Regions from separate parts of the Sus scrofa genome. Here region 1 is linked to region 2. The links are chromatin contacts, called in public HiChIP or PLAC-seq maps. All regions are on one chromosome and are shown on one strand. Each heading gives the region's core, a stretch centred on a gene start, on an enhancer-like site or on the middle of the called end of the contact. The rest is flanking DNA. Distances are from core to core; before and after follow the strand shown. Region 1 holds the start of KLC4 (kinesin light chain 4). Region 2 holds the start of PEX6 (peroxisomal biogenesis factor 6).

Region 1 (6,647 bases), core at 1,972-4,471, 68 kb after region 2:
ATCTGGCCGCCAGCTCTCACCTGCCATTCGACCTATGTGGTCAGAGTTCAAGACTGTATCTCCGGCCTTCATGTTCTCTGTGGCAATGATCCAGCGTTTCCGGTTGCCCCCAGCAACCAGAGCTATGTCTGCTGACCTGTTCAGAGGGAGGGACAGGTAAGGAGACCATCCAAGCCACCTCACATCTTCTAAAGAGCCACAGAGCAGGCATTCAGCCACACCACCATCATTTTACATTCCAGACTTGCCTACAGGGATCATAGCGGACAGCAATGACCTTCTCCTCAAAGGGTCCTGGCTTGGATTCATGCTCCGGCCGGAACCTCAGAAAGTCAATCATGCGATAACGTTGCTTGTGGCCCCCACCAATACCATGCACTTGGATTTGGCCTGTCAGGACAGTGGAGGGACATGATCCAGGTCAGATGCATCTGTTCCCAACACTGGGAACAGAGTCATCCTAGGCAGAAAGCAATGCTTCCCAACATTATGACACAAGTAGAAAATTGGGGTAAGTGGGGGTGAACACCTACATGGAGCTCGGTAAAAACACAATTAGGATACTGAAATATAAAACTTCTGGGGGGTTCCCGTCGTGGCGCAGTGGTTAACGAATCCGACTAGGAACCTTGAGGGTGTGGGTTTGATCCCCACCCTTGCTCAGTGGGTTAAGGATCCGGCATTGCCGTGAGCTGTGGTGTAGGTTGCAGACGTGGCTCAGATCCCGAGTTGCTGTGGCTCTGGCGTAGGCTGGCGGCTACAGCTCTGATTGGACCCTAGCCTGGGAACCTCCATATGCCACGGGAGCGGCCTAAGAAATGGCAAAAAAGACAAAAAAACAAAAAAAAAAACACAAAACACTTCCAGATAAAAATATCTACAAATTACTGAATTCAGTAATTTTAACTAAGTTTACTAAGAGCCATGTTAACTTGGGTTCAATTTCTATTGTAACTTTTTGAGGGGTATGAAGAAAAATATCGTGCAACTTCCTGAGTATGGCTGGTTTTCAATTACCTAGATTATCTTTAGGCGCACAGACCACTTGTCTGTTGCTTTGATTTCAACCCTCTCATTCTTACACACCTACTACATGCAGAAGGAGTCCAATAATTGCTTTCTACTTACATTCCTCTGGCTGTATCAAAATATAGACCTAGGGTCCTACCATGTTTTCCCCCTTTACTGCTTAAATCTTCTTGCCCCTGCCCCCACCTGTGTGGTTTCGGCCCCCAGACTTCCTCATCTTCACTGGCATAACGGTATACTTGGTACGACTCTTCCACGACACAGACGTAGCACTAAGGGCCACAGAGGTAAGGATTGGGCGACAGGGAAGCGACATCAAGCCAGAGGGCAGCGTAAGGAGGACATTGTTCGTCACCTAGAGATAAACAGAATTCAATTTCACTTGCAAGCTAATTGAAGGTGGGTAGTTCCCATTGTGGCTCAGCGGTAATGAACCCGACTAATGGCCATGAGGATTTGGGTTTGATCCCTGGCCTCACTCAGTGGGTTAAGAATCTGTGATATATGGAGTTCCCATTGTGGCTCAGTGGTTAATGAATCCGACTAAGAACCATCAGGTTGCAGGTTCGATCCCTGGCCTCACCCAGTGGGTTAAGGATCCGGCATGCCCCTGAGCTGTGGTGTGGGTTGCAAATGCAGCTTGGATACCGCATTGTTGTGGCTCTGGTGTAGGCCAGCAGCTACAGCTCTGATTAGACCCCTAGCCTGGGAATCTCCATATGCTGCAGGTACAGCCCTAGAAAAGACAAAAAAAAAAAAGAATCTGTGGTATATAGGTTGCAGACATGGCTTGGATCCCTTGTGGCTAAGGCACAGGCTGGTGGCTGCAGCTCTGATTCGACTCCTAGCCTGGGAACCTCCATATGCTGTGGGTGTGGCCATAAAAAGTCAAAAGAAAGGAGAAGCCTCGGAGAACCAAGGGAGAGGGCACAAAGTTTAGCTTGTAGCTTCCTCCTGGAAATGTCCCAGAATAGGTGTCCAAAACTCCACCCTTCACAGCTTGCACAAATACCAGTGGGAAATCTTTATCTAGATATATGTGTGCTGATTACCTCTTCTCCCCTGATCCTCTCACCTCTGAAGTGTTTCTTCAATGGAGTGTTCTCCCTTTGGTGCATCTTCTTCCAAATTTGGCTCAAAACATTCCTTCTCCAAGAAACTTTTCTTTCCCTAAACAACTCACTTCTCCAGAGCTGATAACTTCTATATATTCATGTGCCACCATCAGCAATGCCCTGTGACCATTTTACTGCATTATGTTTCTGAGTTTTTCAGATGTGAATGGAGGGGAGAGACCATTTATGTTTTGTTCATTGCTGTAGTCCCAACATTTCACATTGTAGGTTGGTTTGGTTTTGAATTTTAAGTATCCATCTGCCAAACTCCACCATCAGTCTGAAAGGTCTAGAGAGGTAAGACAAACTTCTTTTCTGTAACTCACCAGTTGCCCAGCCCACTAGGAATCTTGTGATTTCTTCATATGTTAGGCCCCTAGTCTTGGTATCTTGCCCTGAATTTTCTAATTCTTTTAACTCATCCTTAATGGTTATAATAATATATAATAAGCCAGTCTGCCTAGCTCCAATAGTTGGTGTACGAGCTTGGATTACATATCAGTTTTCTCATGTGTAACACGGTAATGATAATAACTTATAAACTGGTTGAAAGGAATTCATTTATTTAAAAGTTTATTTGACTTGGCTTATGAGACACTCAATAAACGTAAGTTATTATTGAAAGCTGTACATTTGTCTGTGAGGCACTTCATCTTCAATATCTTGTCTGAGGAATCCAGCGACCCTATGAGATAGCAACGTTTACAGAGGAGAAAGCTGAGGCTGAGAGTTACTTATCCAAGGTCACGGGCCGGCGTGACTCCTAACCAGACTCGCACCCCCCCCCCCGCGTCTCCTGGTGCCCCATCTCCGGTTGCCAAATGGAAACAGCCTCACTCCCGGTAAGGTAGATTACCTGGACGGCCGGGAGCAGGTTTAGGCCGGGGGCGACAGCGATCCGGGGCGTCAGGCTCAGAGAGCTAAGAGCGCGGGTCAATACCCGCAGGGCCATGATTGGCCAGGCTCGGTTGGGTTCAGCACACCACCATCACCTTTAGCGAGGAACCCTGGCGCTACTGGATGACGCTAACTGGTCCAAGTGCCGTCGCTCCATCCTGACGTAAAAAGAAAAGAGGCGGGCGGAGAACCCGAGACCAAGTTGGACACACACCTCCTTTCCTCCCTGTGCCAGGTAGACCCAATCCCCCGGCGGCTCATAGGTCGCGTGACTGGGGAACAGGCCCCGCCCCTCAGAGCCGTCAAAACAATTGCCTTGAGCGGCAGCCATGATGGATTTAAAGGGGCAGTACCGGCAAGAGCTGTAGCCAGATCATCAGACTGCGGGTGAGTCTTTAAGGGTACTTTGGGGCAGAGAGTTGAGATCCTGCTACCTCTTTCTTGCACTCCCGGACAGATTAAGAAATGAGCCCTTCCGAGCAGTCTCAAACAACTCGAGTCGGATTCAAAAACTCCGCCCCCCGGGATTCTTCCCGCCCCCTCGGCGTCCAGACGGACGGACAGACGGTCCGCCCCGCCCCCTGCGCTACCAACTGACTCCTTGACCTCGGGATAATCCGGCCCCTGGTCCTCCTCGCCCGCGACGCGGACCTGGGTCATCACCCCGCACCTCCTCCCTTCTCTCCTGCCCATCGCACTCTCTCCCCACCCTGGGCCTCAGGGCAGGTCGACAGCCTGGGACACTTCACCGCATTCCCAGGCCGGGGAGACCAAGTCCTAGCGCCGAGATCCTCTGTGATCCCGCAGCCACTCAGCGGACCTGCCATTCTTCCCTGCATCATCGGGCACCTGGGAGGCACTCTACGCTGACTCTCAGAGCCTGTTAGTATGTTAGTACGTGATCATGATAGAGACAAAGCCATAGAGATGACTGGGCAAAGAGTGACCAGGTCTTCCTCCTCACCCGTTCCCAGACACGCCCCTTGCCTCAGGTCTCAGATCAGATCTCACTCTCTTCTTGGGAGAAAATAGCTCCCAGGCTTGGGGTGGGAGGTTGGCTTCTGGAAGGAGGAGGGACCTTGGTCGTCTTTGAAGACCTGTGGGCAGGGGAGGGAGGGTGTTTGTCCTGGGTGGGGCTCTATGCCAGGTCCTCGGGAGGCTGTGAAGTGGTGAGAGAAGGGGTGGGAACGCTGGACTTCTGGACTTTGGGCAGGGCAGATCCTTCTGAGTCCCTGGCTGCTTGAACAGAGTTTCTTCCGGGCTCCTGCCTGAACGCCACAACCAAGGGTTATATACAGGTAAGAAGACTTCAAAGATGAGAAACAAGGCCCTTTTGAGGAAGTAGTCAGACAGCCTGAGGCCTGAGGTTTCAGGCATGTGGGGAAAGAGGCAGGGCTGACCAGGTTTGCAGATGCTGGGCTTAGCTCTGTGGGCGACCCGCACCTCTAGGTGCCTCTCATCTGGGTCCTGTGATGAAGGCTCCTATTTTTTTTCTTTTCCTTCTCTTTCTTGATTTAAACATTGATTTGAAACCTATTTCTCCCCGCACTTTTTAAAAAATTCTGACTATTTTCAGCATATCTCCTGCCTGCTTTAACCTCGTTCCCTTTGCAGTGCTCTCAAACACCCTCTGTGCTCCCTAGAGGGCTGTCTCTCCTCTCCTGATTCCTTTTCTTAACCCCAAATCTGTCTCCAACTCCTTTTCCATTCTGTTCCTTAGCTCAGTCCCTCTGGTACTTCTCAGCACCTCTGTTCCTTCTATACTTTTTCTTCGTTCAAGTCAATTCCTCTCCTTCTCTATCTCCCCCAACCTTAGTTTTGTGTCTAGTGTCGCAGGCTGCCTCCTCACTGGTCACTTGTTCTCTCCAATTAAACCACAGGGTTCCCCCCCTCCATTTGCTCTTTTCCTTCACTTGGACTCCCCCCTCCACCACCCCTGCCAGCCTCTAACCAGGGCGCTCAGCCCTCGTTGTTATTTTGACTTCAGCTGAGCTCTGTTGTTTCTCTGTAGCCCAGACACGGTCCCCTGGCCAGGATGTCGGGCCTGGTGTTGGGACAGCGGGATGAGTCTGCAGGGCACCGGCTCAGCCAGGAGGAGATCCTGGGGAGCACCCGTCTGGTGAGCCAAGGGCTGGAGGCTCTACACAGTGAGCACCAGGCAGTGCTGCAAAGCCTCTCGCATACCATCGAGTGTCTGCAGCAGGGAGGCCATGAAGAAGGGCTGGTGCACGAGAAGGCCCGGCAGCTGCGCCGATCCATGGAAAACATCGAGCTGGGGCTGAGTGAGGCCCAGGTGAGGGGGAGGAGGTGGTGCCAAGTGGCCCCAGGTAGATGGAGAAGAATTGTCTGATGGAGTTTTGGGTTCATTTGGGATCCCTTTTCCTAGATGCTTGAATTCATTCACCCAGTTAATAAGTATTAAGCCTCCACCATGTGCCAGGCACTAATCTTCTGGATGCTCGGGAGAGTGATCACTCAACACAACGGCCATAAAGCTTTGCCATCTTGGAGCTTAGAGTCTAGCTGGGGGAAGCAGGTGATACACAAATAAATAAGTGATTCAGTGTGCCAGAGTGATAATTGCTAAGGATAAAAAGGTAAAAATAAAGCAAGGAAGGGGATTGGGGTGTATGGAGAGAGGATACAGTTTTAGGTGGGGTGGTCCGGGAAAGCCTCACTGAAAAGGCACCATTTGAGCAAAGAATTGAAGATGAGGGAGTTCTCATCATGGCGCAGTGGAAACAAATCTGACTGGGAACCATGAGATTGTGGGTTTGATCCCTGGCCTCGCTCAGTGGATTAAGGATCCAGCATTGCCGTGAGCTGTGGTGTAGGTCACAGATGCGGCTCAAATCTGGCATTGCTGTGGCTGTGGTGTAGGCCGGCAGCTGTAGCTCTGATTCGACCCCCAGCCTGGGAACTTCTATAGGCTGTGGGTATGGCCCTAAAAAGACAAAAGCCAAAAAAAAAAAAAAAAGAATTGAAGATGAGGGGTTGGGTCATACAGTAAACTAAACAGGGGAAGAGCATTTTGAGAGCATGGACAGCAAGTGCAGAGGCCCTGACCTCGAGCCGTCCCCTGAGTTCACTGAGGGGCCAGTGCGGCTTCCCCCTGGCCAGTGCAGTGACTGAGGGGAAGCAAAATAGAAAACGAAGTTGGAGAGGTAATGGGGGTGGGGGAGGGGGACAGAGCATGTGGCACTGTAGGCCATCATAAGGACTTGCCTTTTACCTTGAATGAGACAGAAGCTATTGGAATGTCCTGAGTGGAGGAGTGATGTGGTCTAAGTCAGCATTTTAAAAGGATCATCTGGGAGTTCCTGTTGTGGCTCAGCCATTTAAGAACCCAGCTAGTATCCATGAGGATGTGGGTTTGATCCCTGGCCTCACTCAAAGGATTAAGGATCCGAAGTTGCCACAGGCCGAGGTATAGGCCGCAGATAGGGCTCAAATCTGGCTTTGCTGTGGCTGCGTAGACCGTGCAGCTCCAGCTTTGATTCGACCCCTAGCCTGGGAATTGCCATGTGCTGCCTGTGTGGCCCCTACAAAGACAAAAATAAATGGATCATCTGGCTGCAAGGTTGAGAACAGACTCTAAAGGAACAA
Region 2 (6,583 bases), core at 3,603-6,102:
ATTGCGGTAAAAACTAGGACATAAAGAAAGCTGTCCTACTGTTATTCATTATTAAAAAAAGGAGGGGGAGTTCCCACTATGGCTCAGCCATAATGAACTTGACTGGTATTCGTGAAGACATAGGTTCGATCCCTGGCCTCACTCAGTGGGTTAAGGATCTGGCATTCCTGTGAACTGTGGTGTAGGTCAAAGACATGGCTCAGATCTGGTGTTGCTGTGGCTCTGGCAAGGGCTGGCGGCAACAGCTCTGATTAGACCCCTAGCCTGGGAACCTCCATATGCCATGGGTGAGGCCCTAAAGAGACAAAAAGACCAAAAATAATAAATAAGTAAAGAAAATAATGTGGGAGAGAGACATGATTTTCCACTAGGCTCTGGTTGTAAAGTTGATTTGGGAAAGGTTCAAGAGGTTCCCTGGGACACCAAATGGGATTACACTGGGCACTCCCAGGCCCTCCATGTGGGTACCACAGCCCTGAGATTGGAGAGATTGAGCCCTGGCCAGAGAGAAGCTCTGAATGTTGACCAAGGACAAATCAGACACAGGTCATCTGAAAAGCAGCCTGTGCACCCGCCATGCATTAGGGCAGAAATCAGGGTCTGGGTCTCTTCACGCTGAGTCCTTGGGAGGTGGGGCCGAATCTTGGCCCAAACAGTAGCCGAGAATGGAAAGAAAGGAATCCTACCTTGGTCTAGGCCATTCAGCTACTCTGAACACTTTACTTTACCTGGGACCACCAAACCCTCTGAGGATAAACACCTCCCACGGCCAGCAGGCAGCAGCTGTAACCTTCTCATTCACACGCCTATGTGAGAACCTGAAGAAGGTGTATGTACCTTCTCTCCAGAAAAGTGTACACGACAACAACGAGATGTTCTCATGCACGAAGTTATTCACCCCGAGGGGAGTGGGGCTGCAGGACTCCTGCACTCAGGTCAGGAACCCCAGTGGTGGGAGGAGGCGGCTGCATACCTGGGCAGTTTCTCTGGGCTTCCTTCCAGGATCTCTACTTGCCCGACTGTTGGCACGCACAGAACATCCCCTTCCTGGACTGCCCTGTAACACAGCAGTGGCGCCATCAGCTCACAATGGGAGGCAAGCACATGGGCCTGGCCCATCCCCAATATGCAGGCAGTTTCTTAGGGGCCTAATACCCACCCAGAGAACAAGTTTGACTAGAATGAGCTTGGGGAAATGCCAGAGAGGCTAGAGAGGGGAACAGAGACCAGAGAGGGGCAAAGCAGCATCTCGGCTCTTTGGGGGCCTTCTCAAAGCCAGGTGCTTTCTCAGGGTTTTTGGTTGTTGTTGTCTTTTTAAGGAGGTACCCACGGCATATGGAAGTTCCCAGGCTAGGGTAGAATTGGAGCTACAGCTGCCAGCCTACACCACAGCCACAGCAATGCCAGATCCTTAACCCAATGAGTGAGGCCAGGGATCGAACCTGAGTCCTCATAGATGCTAGTCAGATTTGTTTCCACTCAGCCACTATGGTTTCTCAGTTTAGAATGTCTGGATTCAGCTTGTAGTCCAGATTTCTTTTCTATTGTCCGCTTGACACACTGCTGGGCTTCTAGCCACAACACTGCCTTAAAATGTGGCTTTCTTAAAATCAGAGGCTAAGAGGTCCCATCGTGGCTCAGGAGAAACCAATCTGACTAGTATCCATGATGACACAGGTTCACTTCCTGGCCGTGCTGAGTGGGTTAAGCATCTGTCACTGCCATGAGCTGTGCTGTAGGTTGCAGATCAGCTTGGATCTGGTGTAGCTATGGGTGTAGCATAGGCTGGGGGCTACAGCTCCGATTTGACCCCTGGCCTGGGAACCTCCATATACTGCAGATGTAAAAATACCAAAATAAAAAAATAAAATACAAGCAGAGGCTCTATGGTACCTGACCCCAAGGCTGGGGGTAGGAGGAAAGCAATGAGGGTGAGATGCCATCCTCCTGAAAGGGGGAAGCAGCTAACCTGGGTGTCTGAAAATGCCGGTAAAGAACATGGTCGTAATTTGTATTAGTGCTGTAGTGAGGAGAGGACACGATTTCGATGTGTAATTCTTTGGCAAACGGAGGCCCGGGCAGCACTGAGCAGCTTCCTTTGTTTTCAGGGGTGCTAGAACCCTCCAGGTACCTCTGTTAGAGAAATAACCACCACTTTATAACCTCCTTCCAAGTAGTCAAGCTCTGCCCAGCCTCTTAGCAACAGTATTTTACTTTCATCCTTTATACTTCCCGTAACCACAGGGCTTGTGGGAGAGGGGACCTACAGCAGAAGAGCCGAACACCTTTATCTTCTTTAGAAAACAGAAACCTCACCTTCTAATGAGCACCAGGAAGATTTCTGACTCCAGCTCCAAAACGTTCACCAGCAAAGATAACCAATCTGCGATGCCTTTATGCTGGCCCAGGGCCAGTGAAATGGTAAAGACTTTTAATTCCCACAAGTCCTTTGAGTGACATCAGGCAGCCACTGGGAATATTAATTGGACATGAGTGGGGACACTCTGAATCCAAGCTGTACTTAGCAGATCTGATCTGACTGAAGCTGAAAGGGTTGGGGCAGCTGAATGAGCGCCAGTGTGAGGTGCTCCAGTAGTCTTCCTCCATTCTGAGGGAAACCCGCACCTGCACTCACGCACACCTTCTATCTCTTCTTGACATTCCGTAGCACTAACTGCCTGGTCCGGCACTTCCGAACATAACTTTCTACAGTGATAGAAATGTTCTATAGTTACATGTGGTTATGGAGCACTTGATATGTGACTAAAATAACTGAAGAACTGAATTGGGGGGGGGCATGCTGATAGCATGTGGAAGTTCCTGGGCCAGGGATTGAACCCGTGCTGCAGCAGTGACCCAAGCCACTGCAGTGACAATGCCAGATCCTTAACCCACTGTGCCACAAGAGAACTCCAGAACTGAATTTTTAACTTTATTTAGTTTCAACCGATTTAAAGAACCACCAAGTGGCTAGTGGCTTCCCTACTGGACTGTGCAGGACTAAACCATAATCTAGGTGCTTAATGACACATCAGACAGTTCCTACTGTGGTGTGGTGGATTAAGAATCCAACTGCAGTGGCTCAGGTCGCTGCAGAGGCATGAGTTCAGGGATCTGGTGTTGCTACAGCTGCAGCTCAGATTCAGTCCCTGGCCTTCGAAATTCAATATGCCTAAAAAGACACACACACACCCCCAAAAAACAAAAAACCATTAGATTATATTTGTCCCCCTCAACACAACCATCTTCTTAAAAGTAAGCTCCTTAAAGGCAGAAAGCAAAAACTTCTCTTGGATATATTTCATAAAATATTAAAGTGAAATACTAAGCACTAAAGATAATAAAGGGCCCTTTCCTTCAAGGAATTTACAATATAAAATTGAGGACTAGACAGATTACATGATTATAAGAAGACAATAAAATAAATGCTCCCTGAAAGGTACAAAATGAAGAGGTAATGTTAAATTTGTTGTGGTGAGAGTATACGAGGCTTTGAGAAGGAGGTGGCATCTTTAGATGGGCCTTGAAGGAAAGGAAGGTAGGCTCTTAACAGAGGAGGCCAGAAGGCCAGGAAGGAACTTGAAGTCAAGGATAAGCACTGAGGTAGCATCCTCCACACTGCCCAGCACAATACTGGACACGCAGCAGCAAATGGACAAAAAAACTGATTCGATCTGTAATTTGACTGTGACTCTCACCTTTCACAGGAATAGTGAAGGCTCTTCCCATACACCACCAACATAATTGTAGAGAATGGATACATAAGCCTAGGAGGCATTAAGCAGAAAGTCCAAGATCTAGGGAGTAAGGAACCCAAATTCTATAGCTCTGGTCTTCCAGTTCAGCTAAAGACAAAGAAGGGGGGGATAAAGAAGAGAACGCATTCCTGACTTCAGTCCTGTATCCTACCTGAATTTTGAGCTCTCCCACTTCCAGGGGATCACAGCCGAGATTAAAAGCCAGAGTGGCAGGCACAAGGGCCAGTCCGTCAGCGAGGGGCTCTCCCAGCTGCCCAGAAACAGGTCCCAGTCTTTCAGAGAGGTCCCATCGAGGCTCTAGGACCTGCACCGTGGCCAGGTGTGGCTGGGAAGTGATCGATGACTCTCCGACCCGGGTCACCCATACCCATTCGCCTTGGAAAAGGCCGAGGCTACGGAGACAACTCCTGCTCACCCCCAGCGAGTTCCCAGTCCCTCCCAGAACTCCCCGGAGTCGCCGGACCGTGCCAGAAGCCGCGAAGGAGGACACCAAGGGTGGCGGTGGGGGCCGGCTGCTGTCCTCAGTCTCTGGACCCAGTTTGGCCCGCCCACGGAGCTCAGTCACAGCTAGCCGCGTTCCTGGGCCCAGCAGCCCTTGCAACGCCGGCCGCGTCTCCAGCACCCGCGGTCCCGGCACTGGCAGAGCCTCTCCGCGCCTCACCAGCAACGGCCCGACTCTCGGTCCGAGCCCAGTCCCTGACGAGGTGCCAAGCAGCGCCCAGCCCAGCGCTGGGGGCCGCCGCACCGGCCGCGCCCGCACCCAGGCCCCGGAGCCCAGGGCCAGGAGCTGCAGCAGAGCGCGGCTAACTAGCAGCTGCGGGGGGCCCGGCCCCTGCTCTTCGGTGCCTGTGCCTGGCCCCTCCAGGGCCGCCACGAGCAGCGCGGGCCCTGCCGGGCTCTCCCCTGCAGGCCGCAGCGCCAGCACCAGACCCAGCCCCGCCGCAGGCCAGGGGCCCTCGGGTGGCAGCAGCACCGCCAACGGGGGTGCCTCGGTCGGGAAGGGCTCCAGCACCCGCAGGACTGCCAGTGCCATGGTGACAAGAGACCAAAGAGCTCCACGGCGGAGCGCAGCTTCCGTAACCGGGAAGCCGGACGCCGGGGCAGCTCACACGCCGCTTCCGCTTCCGTCAGGGGAGGCGCGAGGGAAGTGGGCGAGGCGTAGGGCGCTAGAGCTGCTCAGAGAGGGTGGTGCCTTGGGCTGGTCTGGCTGATGTCTTGATGGCAGTAGCACAGTAATTGTGGTCGGGTAGTCTACGCACGCACCCTTTGAGGTGTGTTTACAGGGATTTACCTTCCACGCCTGCTTGGGGAGTAACGTCCTGTCAATTACCCTGCCGCAGAGCATGTACTTAGCAGTTTATTGATTGATCAATGAAAGGTCAGCATGCCCTGGACTAAACTCCTGCCCGCGTCTGGGAGCTGTAGGTAGAGTGTTTAGGCAGGAGTTCACTCTGTGGCACTGTTGGCACTGAGGTTTGGGGGTTGTGGGGAAGGTTGCAGGAGGGAGCAGTCAGATTATAAAACTGTCTTGGATGTGCTCATGGATATGGAGTGGCTGCTGGCTGAATTACTGCATATGATTCATGTAGCCCTGGAGTGCTTGGTGCTGCCACACCTGTTCCAACACATCCTACACAAAACCCACGTTCCAGTGTTTCTTGTCCTGTTTGTTCTATTCCCATCAAACCTGAGGCAAAGACAAAGGAGCTTTACTTTTTCATCTTTCCAAAACCAGTTGCTCGCCCCCCCCACCAATCCTACCTGACTAGAGATCCATTAGAGACGGGTGGGCAGCAGAGGAGGCAGAAGAGAGGGGTTCAAGGCTTCAGTCATGAGTACTAACCCAACATCTGTGCTGTTACTTAGAATCCATCCTTGGCTCCACCTCCACTGCTCCGTATAAGTGTCCTGTGCACTTGGACACTGACTGGCCATACTTCCAGTTAGTAACAACATACTTGCATTTAGAATGATTGGGTTGGTTGGTGGCAATGTACTTTCTGGACCTTGCATTTTGCATTCTCTACCAGCTACTACCCAACTTTCTCCTTTCCTGCATTTTTTTTTTCTTTTCTTTTTAGGGCCACACACATAGCAGCATATGGAAGTTCTAAGGCTAGGGGTCAAATCGGAGCTCTAGCTGCTGACCTATGCCACAGCAACGTGGGATCTGAGCCACATCTGTGGCCTATACCACAGCTCATGGCAATGCCGGATCCCTGACCCACTGAGCGAGGCCAGAGATCAAACCTGCATCCTCATGGATACTAATTGGATTAGTTTCTGCTGCACCATAATGGGAACTCCTCCTTTCCTACATCTTTTTAAAATTTTTTTGTCTTTTTAGGGCCATACCCGCAGCACATGGAGATTCTCAGGCTAGGGGTCGAATCGGAGCTGTGGCCACCAGCCTACACCATGGCCTCAGCAACACCAGATCCAAGCCTTGTCTGCAACCTACACCACAGTTCACGGCAACACCAGATCCTTAACTCCCTGAGCAAGGCCAGGGATTGAACCCTCATCCTCAAGGATACTAGTCAGATTTGTTACCGCTGAGCCACAACAGGAACTCCATTCTTTCTTACATCTTGAAGCAGTCTTCTACCTTGTACATTCTGCATTGCTGAGAATTTTCTGAAAACCTGAAAGGGTGACTATTAGGTTTACATGTTATAAGATATTTTTATCCCTAGAGAGATAAGAAAATACTTTTTTAAGTGTTTGATTATAGTTCCTGGAGGTTACCTCTAGTCCTAAACCTGAAAATGCCTAGTTCCACATCTTCAAAACAGCATGCAAGAATGTACTAGGTATCTGAATTC

The links. HiChIP or PLAC-seq counts read pairs in DNA pulled down with a chosen protein or histone mark.
Region 1: a contact with region 2 is called in an H3K27ac HiChIP or PLAC-seq map of alveolar macrophages. The contact joins the promoter of KLC4 here to the promoter of PEX6 in region 2. A contact is called at or near these places in 2 of 5 promoter capture datasets (fetal liver and liver), 7 of 47 Hi-C or Micro-C datasets (alveolar macrophages, blood, embryonic fibroblasts and 3 more) and 2 of 2 datasets of contacts at active chromatin or transcription factors (alveolar macrophages and skeletal muscle).

Annotation. Positions count from the first base shown.
Region 1 is chr7:38,117,453-38,124,099 of Sscrofa11.1, forward strand. KLC4 (kinesin light chain 4) reads left to right here and starts at 3,222. Exons shown (of 16, transcript XM_001929222.4): 1 at 3,222-3,428; 2 at 5,053-5,334. The coding sequence starts at 5,077. It overlaps MRPL2 (mitochondrial ribosomal protein L2), which reads right to left and starts at 3,216. Exons shown (of 7, transcript NM_001185067.1): 1 at 3,001-3,216; 2 at 1,216-1,384; 3 at 249-390; 4 at 21-136. The coding sequence starts at 3,096.
Region 2 is chr7:38,047,504-38,054,086 of Sscrofa11.1, forward strand. PEX6 (peroxisomal biogenesis factor 6) reads right to left here and starts at 4,853. Exons shown (of 17, transcript NM_001110426.1): 1 at 3,910-4,853; 2 at 2,317-2,447; 3 at 974-1,057. The coding sequence starts at 4,791.